2 separate regions of the Ovis aries genome follow, and region 1 is linked to region 2. A link is a contact called in public Hi-C data. All regions are on one chromosome and are shown on one strand. The core of a region is the stretch at or near the end of the contact, and the rest is flanking DNA. Distances in the headings are between cores, read along the strand shown.

Region 1 (5,322 bases), core at 2,055-4,554, 230 kb after region 2:
GTGTGTGTAAGAAAAGATGACCATAAATATTTCTCTAATGTTCAGAAAACACCTACTACCTAACCTCTTTCAACCAACACAAATATCATCTGAATTACCTGAGTCTGATGGTTATACGAAAAACCCAGACCATTCAGTGGCTGACAGGGAGCATAAAGGGAAAAAAAAAAAAAAAAATCACATACCTCTAAAGACAAAATGAACAAATGAACAAAAAGATACATTCTGAAAACAGAAGAGGGAAAAAAAATAGGTGAAAATAGGTGACTCTCTTTGGTCCCAAGTTACCTGACTGCAGAAGTAAGATAGACGCTGCAGTGCACAGGAGAAAATCTCTCTACCTGAGTAACTGAACAGCAGCTTCTGCAGCTGCCAATACCCAGGCACCTTCCTCGCCATTATATAACCCAACCCTGGCCTTAATAGGCCATCACACCGTATGTCAACAGTTGTTAGACACATCTGAGCTGCAAGCATCTGAGAAACCTTTCCAAAGTGGACTCAGATAAGCAAGAAGCAGGCCAAAATATGTTCATCATTTACCCAGAGCACATGACAACTCCTTGTGAATTAAGCTTCACGAGTGTCGGCAGAGTAATTTAAGCAGCGAAAGAGAGGGTGCCTGTAACTAGGAAATTGCACACTGCTACAGAAACACAAATGAGTGCTGGTGTGGTCCCGTCACACATGCAACTCATTGTCCAAGCCATTTCAGCCTCATTCAAGATTTTGAATATTTCCATACATAGGAATTGCATAACTGCTGACCACAAATGATCAAAGATAAAAACCAACATAAACAGTGACACCCGTTTATAAACAAGCTGATGTTTAAAATGCTGCAGTCCTAAAGGATACCAACAACTTAGAGAAAAACTTAGACACACACACACACTGGAAAATTAGAAAGCGGGCAGACCAGCCATAATTAGCCACCGGCTTTGCTGACTACTGAAGATAGAAATGTCTCCATTATGTATAAAGCCAAGAATCAACTGTTTGCAATTACATTTACAAAAACATTGAACCCTCTGTCCCAGATTTTTTTAATCATTATTTTGGTGTATCCAAGGGCTGGGCGATACAGAATTCTTTAAATCATAGATACCATAAACCAGGCAGCCAATTAAGTTCACAGAGTCCATCCCCCAGAGGTCAGAGCAAAATAATCACAGAAGCCCAAGTGATTACTTAGGTGGGAGGGGGAGGGTGTGGAAAGGGAAATACCAAAACAAGGAATGAGGCTGGAACAATTAGAGCTGTTTGTAAACATAAATTTGTCTGGGCTAACTGTAAACACAATAGGAAACACTCGGAGGGACAGGGATGCACCAGAGTCTTAGTTCAGCCTACTCCGTGTCAGGGTCTGAGGGTATCATCAGGAAACCTTGGACTCTGGTATCTCATTCAGCTCAGACCTGCAGACTTGAGGCCCTCTGATAAAAACTGGAGAAAAAAAAAAAAAGGCTGAAGGGGGCCCCCCCAAGAGGAAGTGAAACTGACCAATCAATTTTCCACAGCCACCCACCCACCCCACAACCCTGGTAAGAAGGGCCCTTTAGAGTCTGACAGAAAAGAGGGAAAAAGGAACTTCGGGTAGTGAGAGGGAGAGAAGGCAGAGATAAGTCACTGCCTTCTGAAAATAAGAGATTGCCATACAAGCGAAAACAAGGACCAAAGACTGGGCTGAGGAGGTGAGGGGAATTGATGTGGCTTTGGTAGGAAGCAGCAGCAGCTGTAAGGGTTCTTCATCGAGCTGAGGGAAACACAAATTGCAGTTTTAAATATAATGAATGACTTCACCGAAAGTGTTCATTCAAGTGAGAGATGGAGCAAAGAAAGAAATCTGAAGTATAAATGGGTTCTGGGAGTCCTATCCAAACCAAGCAGTTCCTCCTGGTGTCTTCGATGTCAAGACTCCCAATGAAGAAGGCCACAGGAAAGAACTAACCGTATTTCCTCCAAAAACGAATTTTGTAGGTAAAATTTTAAACGTGTACGATATGGCTTCCTAATTGACCTTGCCAATTTCACCACCACTGCTCCACAAATCCCTTGGGAACCAAAGGGCCCAATGAGTGTCCAGATTCTTCACACACCTCCCCAGTCTCCAGGCCCCCTCCTCACCAATGACAGCCCACCCTGGGTTCTGTAAACTGTATGGTTCTGGACCCTCCAACAACTAAATATAACCAGCAATCCAGCTCTCCCAAATTGTTTAACCCCTGATTACCTAGGGCCAACACAAAGCAGGGGTACCCCTGGGTCTCTGTTCCCTGACGCCTTTCCTGTGGAAAAGCAAAGTAATTTTTTTCCTCCTTAATTTCCCCATTTTTTTCATCGCCTCCTCCAATAATCTTGTCTGTCCTCTGTCTCTCATTCCCACCATTTAGAAGTCTTGGGAGACCAAATGCTGACTGGTGCTGCTGTCATAAGGTACCAGGTCCCTCATACCTCGCAGTACCTTGTACCCCCTCTCAAGACCCCAGCCATCCTTCTTCCCCTCAAAAGCCCACCTGTGTCAGTTTCACCCTTGTTTCCCCCATCCTCCTGGTCCACGTTTCCTATCCCCCTGCCCTCATTCCCGCAGGATTTCCTAATTTCTGGTTTCGAAGGCTTTTTAGCTTACTGTCTCCTGGCTCCGGGAGAGTTCCAAATGTCTTCTTTCTCATCACCCCTGCTACGACCCTCCGCACAGCCCGGGGAGCCCCCCGCCCATCCCCGGCTCCCTAGTTCCCCAGGTCCCGGCGCTCGGTGGCTGCTCTGCGCCTCCTCCGCTGTGCAGTTACCCTCTCCCGGGCCCCCCGGTGCCCCCCGCCTCCTGCTCTCCCTCTCCTCACTCTTGCCCGATAACCCCCTACCCGCTTCCCCGGTCCCCAACGCACTCCCGAGCCCCGCTCGCGGCGCCGACCCCTCCACCTCGGTGTCGCGGGGCTCCCTTTCCCCCGCCACACTCGGACGGTCCCGGGCCGCGCAGCCCCGCCGCCCCCCGGTCCCGCCGCGCCACTACCTTGGCCTTAGTGACGAGGTGCGTGGCCCGCTTGACCACCGCGAAGTTGCCCTTGCCGATGGTGCGGTCGATCTCGTAGTAGCCGATGCGGGCAGGCACCGGCCCGCGGGAGGCCGGGGCTGGGGGACGCGGCGGGCCAGCCGCCGGGGGGACAGCAGCGGGGGCGGCCGGGGGTCCCGGGGCGGGCGGAGGCAGCAGGCGGCCGGCCGGCCCGGCTCCCCCCGCTCCGGCCCCGGCAGCCCCGCCAGCTCCGCTCGCCGCCGCCGCCGCCATCTTGTTGTGCAGTGAAACCTCCGGGGCCGCGGGGAGCCGGCCGGGGGGGGAGAGGGGGCGGGGGGGGGCGGGAAAAGAGGTGGGGGGGCGGCGGACGTCACTCCAGGAGGCGGAGCGCCCGCGCCGCCGGGGCCGGGAGCCATGGCAACCTGTCGTCACGTGCCGACGCGCGTCACTGCCCGGAGCCATAGCAACCATGACCTCACCGGCTAGCTCGACCTTCCCGCGTGGGCCGGGTTCCTCCCGCGCCGGCTCCCGGGTGCCCCCCTCCGGGGAGGAGACAGTGGGTACCGCAAGTGTGCCAGCCAGTTCCAAGCCATTGCAGCGTTGCCCAAGTCGGGGGGTGCTTGTGCCTGACCCAAAACCTGCCCTCGATCCTCCCAGGAACTGCTAATGTCACCCCCTACTGTGACCTCTGTCCCAGTTCGGCAGTCACCCAGCCTCCTTTAAAGCAAAGTATTTCCTCCTCATCAAAAATATTAGCACTGTCCCACTTTAGCCCTTGAGGCCCCAAAGGCAGGAACAGCTACACTACTGAAGCTACTGTAACCAAGTCGGTAGCGAGGCAAGGGAATTCTTCAGTAAAATTCCTTCCTCTTACAACCTGGTACAACCAATCTAATTGTCACCGAATGTAGAAAATAGGGAAAGTAAGATTTGCGTGTCCAAGGGCGGAGAAACCAGCCCAAACACGCATTTCAGTCATTGGGTGGGTGAGGGCCAGAGCAGGGACGTCATTTTCCTTCCTCCCACCCCTTCTCTGAACAATTCTATAGCTAGATCATTGTCAAAAAGTGCCTGCATCCTATTTCTGTCACTTGTAAAACCCTGGTGAAGCAATGTGCGCATTGTCCAGTGAGTCACCTCATGGTTAAGGACGATCGGTCTGTTGGGCAAAATAAATAAGTAAATAATAAAATAAAAATTCCACCCCTACCAGCGACTCTCCAAGGACATTAAAGGTGATCAAATCAAATTCCAACAATAAATCTCACATCCCTTTTCTCTTCTCTGTTATCTGCTTTTCTGCATCCTCCGGAGCCCTCACCAGCTCCCCCCTCCTTTCTCTCCTCCCTCTATTAAGTAGATTGGCTTTAGCAGCTTCAGGTAAGGCTGGGGAGAGGTAGGCTACTTGGCTATCAATAACAAGATGTTCTGGGCAGGCAAGGGCTTCCTCAGTGGTTCAGGGGTAAAGAATCTGCCTGCAAAGCAGGAGACTTGGGAGATATGGTTCGATCCTTGGATAGGGAAGATCCCCTGGAGAAGGAAATGGCAACCTATTTCAGTATTCTTGCCTGGGAAATCCTGTGGACAGAGGAGCTTGGTGGGCTATATTCAAAGGATCACAAAAAGTCGGACACAGCCGAGCTTGCACACATACTGGCGTGGCAAGTGGGGAGGAGAAAAGGCCATGAACAGGCCAGTGTTGAAATGTATCCCACTTTCCAATCCTGATTCCTCTGTATCTATGTCTCTCTCAATGGCAGAACTGTGTTGTCAGGTCACTACAGGTACAATACTGAAAACTGACACCCAGTGCACTGTGAATGTGTGAGAAGCAGAGCACCTGTTTACTCTCTCGGACCGAAAGATATTTATTAGCTCTCTGATTCCTCAAGTGACTGTGAGTAATCGCTGGGACTAGGACAGGACAGGGAGGTCATTCCACAATTGCCTTGAATCAATCCCCTGGTGGCTGTTCCAAATTGCCAACACAATTAACACTAATTGGCTTCTTTACTAGCAAATGAGGATAAGGATGAAGTGGTCCTCAGCTTCTGGCACTGGTTAAGACCTTTCATTGGTTGAGCTCATTCAATCCCAGATAAATGATGGTGTGCAGCCAGCCTCTTTTACCATTTCGACCTACTCACCTGCCTCTAACAGGAACTGTACATTAACTTTGGTGCTGGGCCCAAGGGTCCTAGTTCTACTATCTTCCCTAAGGAAAGGAAGAGGAGGGTCTCAACAGGAAACTCATGAGAAATAAAGCAAGGGGGGAAAAAATCTTTTGCTCTGAGGGTTACAGGAGCAGCACT
Region 2 (5,492 bases), core at 2,759-5,258:
GTATGCAAATTATTTGGTTAAGTGAAGAAGCTAACCAAAAAGTAAGTCTGGAAAATTCTATTAGCCTGAAAAAAGTGGAAATGACAGTGAGCATTGCATGTTGAGGGAAAGAAGAAATTCAGACGTTTAGGTTGGAGACCCTGAGTTCCAAAACCTCTTTACCAAAAGCCTCTGAGAAAGCAAGCAGGGCTTCATGCTGCCACTCACTGGTGTCATGGTGACAAGAGGGGAGGGTCCCCGTGGGCGCTTCAGCAGCTGCTGGGCATGGAGCTGGATGTTGGCACCTCCATCTGATGCCCTCCGGCCAAGGGGCCCCATTCCGTTCAGCAGCTGCAGGGTGGGCGGCTGTAACAGGGACTGCTCCTGCAGGAGGAGAAGGGGAGGGATGGTTTGGTGAGGTGGGGAGAAAGGAGGAGAGAAGACAGCAGTACTCCAGTCTACTGAAAGGAAGGGATCCCATGATGGTGACATAGGCAAGAGAAAGCATCCTTCTAAGGACACCCTGAAATCCTGGAGACGGTCTCTGCGTTTCTCAAATGCAGCTCAGACGAGCTCTCTGGGGGCAAGCCCTCTCCCAGGTCCGGGTACCTTGTATTCCAGCTGCCCGGTTGGCTGCAGATTTTGCATGGGCAACAGGTTGTGCATGAAGTTCATGTTCGGGGCCACCTGCAGGAAGGGAGCCTGCGGGCTGACTCCAGGAAAGCCAGGCAGCAGCTTCTGCAGATCCTCCATGACCTCCGTGCTGACGGGAAACAGGACGATGGAGAAGTCTGGTTACAATTCCCCCTCACAACCTAGAGCCCCAAACTGAGGACACTGCCAAATTCCGCACAGTTTAGTTTATCTTTCTACCTTCCTCCTACATGTGTATTTCTCTCCAAGGCCCCAGAGCAAGCAGAAGTGTGTGGAGCCAGGTGTGTGGAATCTGGCTCTCTGCCATTTCACTATCTGTGGCTGGGGATCACCATTCTGCACTGACCACTCATGTAAAACCAACAGCTCTGTGCCAACAGGAAACACTGGCCCCCGTCCAGTTCAGGTCTCCGAGGCCTGGAGGTGAACAGCAAGTAAGGGAGGACACGGGCCACCCACTCAAACAATGGCTGCCCCAAAGTAGCAGCTGATCCACTGGGGAAAGAATGCTGTCAGCGCCATCAGGGCTGATGGGCAGATAAGCCGTGGGCGGGCAGGGCTGTGGAGCCCCGACAGAGGGGTTTATGGCACACTTTACAATAAGAGCTCTTTCCACTAACAGGGTGACACGGGGCCCCACCCTCTGAAGCTGACATTGTCTTCGGGGCCAGAATGCTCCCCGATTGCCTGTTTCATCGTAGGCTGAGAAGGCGAAGCAAGCAAACCAGTAAGCAGGGGAGGCTCTTTTGGAAATGACTCAAAGGAAAAAGAAACCAGCTATGCTCCGAGCTGAACTCTCAAGAGGACTCTTGCCACAACCTTCTCTTCCCTACGCAGGAGAAGAAATAGCCAGAAAAGTGGCATGGCTATTTTTAATGGTGAGAATCTTCAAGTGTTGAACGAAAACCAAGAGAGCTGGCCTTCAGTCCATTCCTCCAGTGTGCAGGCAAGCAGGGGACACAACGAAGGGCTGTTCTGGGAAAACACTTTGGAAAACCGGTACTTACTCGGCATATTTTTGGACTTTTGTTCACATAATTTTTTTCACTGAATTTAATTTTTTACATCTATAAATTCTATCCTGCTGTTTGTCCTCACTTCTTAGATGAGTCTTCCATTAAAATATATGGCAAAAAATATCTCTAAAAGCTGTCAAACACAGATGCATTTCCAGGGGTACTTTTATGTGGCTTAGATCAAAAGACCTCAGTCTTTGCGGGAAAAGACATGCTACGCTCTTCACCAAAGTACTGTCATCGCCTGGCTCAATGGCGGCTTTCAGCCCACCCTCCACTAGTGACAGCTCTGTGATCCTCAAGTCCAATCAAGTCTGATCTACCAGGGAGCCTGAAGAGATTAACCACATGTTTTGGCCATTGTATCAGATCTCACCTGGGAGATACAAAGTAGGGAAAATGTGCCACGGGAGGAACTCAAAGTCAGATGGGAATTTTCTGCCAGACACTCACCGGGGGTCGGCCACGCCCACTGTGTGCCTCCTCATGGACAGATAGCGGACCAGCGCTTCAGGGGAAGGCTCTTCACCCTCGTCACTGTCCGCGTTCACCGCCCCGTCCGGCTGAGGTGAGGGAAGCACAAACAAATCAGAAACAAGAGGGAGTGAGAAACAAGAAGGAAGGAAAGGGGACTTCCCAGGTGGTCCAGTGGCTAAGACTCTGCCTGCCAGTGTAGGGCGCACGGGTTAGATCCCTGGTCCAGGAAGATCTCACGTGCTGCGGGGCAACTGAGCCCCGTGTGCCGCAACTTCCGAGCTCACACTCTAGAGCCCGTGCTCCGCAACAGAAGCCACCACAACCCGAAGCCCACCCACTGCTGTGAAGAGCACCCCCACTTGCCGCAACCAGAGAAAGCCAGAGAGGCAACGAAGACCCAGCATGGCCAAAAATAAACGGGGAAATGAATAAATAAAATATATAGAAGAAGTAATAAGGAAAGGCAATGAGGCTATGGGAAAGAAAGCAGGTTCAGCTGACAGCCACCAGGGGCTGCTACTTGCCTCCACGATTTGATTCTCTGGGTTGATGAGCTGCACCTGGGGGACGCTGATGTTCATAGCGGTACCAGCTTGCTCCGCCTGGAAAGCAGCACGCACACATACAGGCTTTTCAACACCAAAGGGAAATCATAGAGGCTTTCAAAACATTCTTGATGGCTAAAGTCTAGGCTTCTACTTCTGAGTTTTTGGTTCCTCTGCTCTTAGGAGCTACAGGGAAGTATTCTTTAGCAAAGACAGTCTCTCGCAATGATTTACGGTTTCTTTAAAAAAAAAAAAAAACTCAGCTATTGGTGCCCCTTCCAAGTGCTGGAACATTCTTCCACCCACTCTGTCAAAGAGAGGCTGAGTTCTTTGCTTGGCCTCTGAGAAAGGAAGAGATGGCAGCTGGGAGGTGACGGGTAAGGAACAGCAGGGACTTTCATACTAGTGCTGAATCTGGTCGCTGGAGTTATCACCCACCTGGAGGTTGACTGGCGCCTGGAAGGCCATGGTTCGGGGCATGCCAGGAGGTACTCCAACACGCAGGGTTTTATGTCTCTTATGCCGGTCACACAGCAGGCTGTAGATTGCACTATAGTGATCATAGGCATCTGATCTTAACGACTACCGAGAGAAAAGGGGAAAGAGCAAAAAACCCTGGTGAAACAGCATGTCAATGACCAAAACTCTTTTAAAAGTAACAGTAGAAGAGCAAAGTGCCTTCAAGGGGCAGAGCGAGAATGGGAGGAAAATAAAAGATCCAAGTTCCCAGGAAGAAGGGAACATGGGAAAGACAGGGCAGAGGGAACACAGCCCCCACCCCGGCCTCTGCTCACTTAGGTACCTGCAGTGTCCGCTCTTTGTCCAGTCCCATGTCTTCCATGGCTAAGAGGACATCCTCATTCAGAGGGTCCATCTGCCTTTCTTCCTTCAGCTGCTGGCATTCGGCTATTAACTGTAACAAAATAAGGCAAGCTATCAAACTCCCAATTAACTATGTCAAGATGGCAGATCATATATAATGAACAAGCTGTTCCATGCTCCCTAGCTTGTGATATTTTTGGCCTTAGATGAAGCCTAAGCAAGAAAGCCCTGGGTACTCAGCTAGGAGCAGACAAGATGGCTAGGCCACTGTTTTCCTGAGCTCCTGGGGTACCTGGGATGGCTACGATGATTTAAATAAAGGAACGCTGTGGAATCTGTTGGACTATGCACAGTGAGAGATAAGAGTAGGTGAACAATCCTGTGGGAAGAGGCTGTACTGTCCCAAGACGCGGGAAGGGATCCGGATGTGAGGACACGTGGTCAGGAGCTGGCAGCACTATTCTGCAACAGCTCAGCCAGTGAGGCTTCCTCCTTGCTGGCTTCACTTGCTTCAGGGTTACACAACAGCCTGCACCCAGGCCTGCCCTTCTAGGTCCTGGCCTGGTTACAATCTTACGCGAAAGGGCCTGCAGCAGCCCGAAGGGGCGTCCCCAGGGGTGAGTGGGAGCCCGCTCACCCTGTCGAAGTTGGGGTCCGCGTCCCCTAGCTTCATCCACTTGTGCTTGCAGATCTGCTCCATGGAGAGGCGCTTGTTGGGGTCCAACACCAGCATGTGGCGGATCAGGTGCTCACATTCTGCAAGAGACACGGAGCCGGCCGTCAGCGCCGCTGGGGGAGGCGCTGCGGGGGCAGAGGAACAGGGGCAGGGCGAGCAGGTGGATTTCCTAGCTCCTGGCTTCTCATCTGTTTCTCTCACTTCGTGATCCTTACCTCTGCCATGGCTTACTCCAGAAGGGACCAGGCAAAGGCAGGAAGAGGTGGAGGAGAGGGAAATTCAACTCTGGGCTGGGAGTGGAGGGAGTGGGGTCCTGGTTAATACCTTCACTAAAAGTCGGATTAGAAAAAAAATCTGGGGATAATCCCTGGATTTCATTTACTTATATTTTGTAGGGCCCCATTAGCTGCAATTAAGGAAGAGTTTCAGTGTCTGAAGCTATTCAGTGCCTTACAAGGTCCCCAAAATACAGTCAGCGCCTTCCTCCTCTCTGCATTCCGACGTGCACACTAACGCTTTCAGTGTAGGGTCCCAGGTGTGGGGAGAAGACAGGCATGGAGCCTCCCTACCACACACCCTAGGCCTTACTGATAATTTTCTCACGTTCACAGGGACATACAACTGAGCTCTGAGCTAAAGAGATTCAGACCAGAGAGGTGTTGAGCTCATGTCGCAGAATACACTGCAAAAAGAATGATGGCTCCGAAATCAAGATGCCTACATTCTGATTTCAAACCACCCTCTGTTTCTAAGTGTTCTCATCTGTAACTTGAGGGTACTGACGATGACGTGGGGGTAGCACGTGTGATGAAACTGAACCTAGACACTGATGATGATAAAACAGCAGTATGCAGACACTCTGCTGAATACTTCACACATATTTTGATCTCATTTAATCCTCATAGTAATCCTAGCAGGAAGAAACGATCATCATTCCCACTTTGGAGACGTTAAAATTAGGCACAGAGAAGTCAAAAAACTTGTTGAAGACCACTCAATAGGTTAGATTTCAAACCAGACAGTCTCTGTGGTTGGTGCTCTGAATCACACCCCATCTCACCCAGAACCCGCAGAACAAAGTCTGAAGTCCTCTGATCTCACCTCTGGCCACGCGCCCTCAGCTCCCTGAGCTCCAGCAGCACAGGCCATCTTTCTAGTCTGTGCATGTACTTATCACATTCCCACCAATGCCATTTACACTCACCGTATCCCTTAGTCAGGACGGCTGCTCCCCAACCCTCACGTGGCTGGCTCCTTGTCATTCAGGAAGGAACTTAAATGCCAACTTTCTCAGAAAGATCTCTCCTAGCCACCTCATCAACC

The links. Hi-C and Micro-C count contacts between places; a contact is called where the count stands out from the background.
Region 1: a contact with region 2 is called in a Hi-C map of liver, with 5 times the contacts expected there. The contact joins the promoter of SIK3 here to the enhancer-like site in region 2. A contact is called at or near these places in 14 of 16 Hi-C or Micro-C datasets (blood, hypothalamus, liver and 6 more).

The regions. Positions count from the first base shown.
Region 1 is chr15:27,507,254-27,512,575 of ARS-UI_Ramb_v3.0, forward strand. SIK3 (SIK family kinase 3) reads right to left here and starts at 3,305. Exons shown (of 23, transcript XM_060399705.1): 1 at 3,011-3,305. The coding sequence starts at 3,283.
Region 2 is chr15:27,272,738-27,278,229 of ARS-UI_Ramb_v3.0, forward strand. It overlaps SIK3 (SIK family kinase 3), which reads right to left. Exons shown (of 23, transcript XM_060399705.1): 7 at 4,131-4,249; 8 at 3,474-3,584; 9 at 3,110-3,253; 10 at 2,651-2,728; 11 at 2,103-2,212; 12 at 589-742; 13 at 208-363. Among named protein-coding and RNA genes, the nearest start is that of APOA1, 37 kb to the left of the region's middle. Within about 2 kb of position 4,009, at least 6 of the 54 cell types and tissues checked have an H3K27ac peak or open chromatin away from gene starts, as enhancers often do. A contact at or near this core is called in liver, where this site is marked.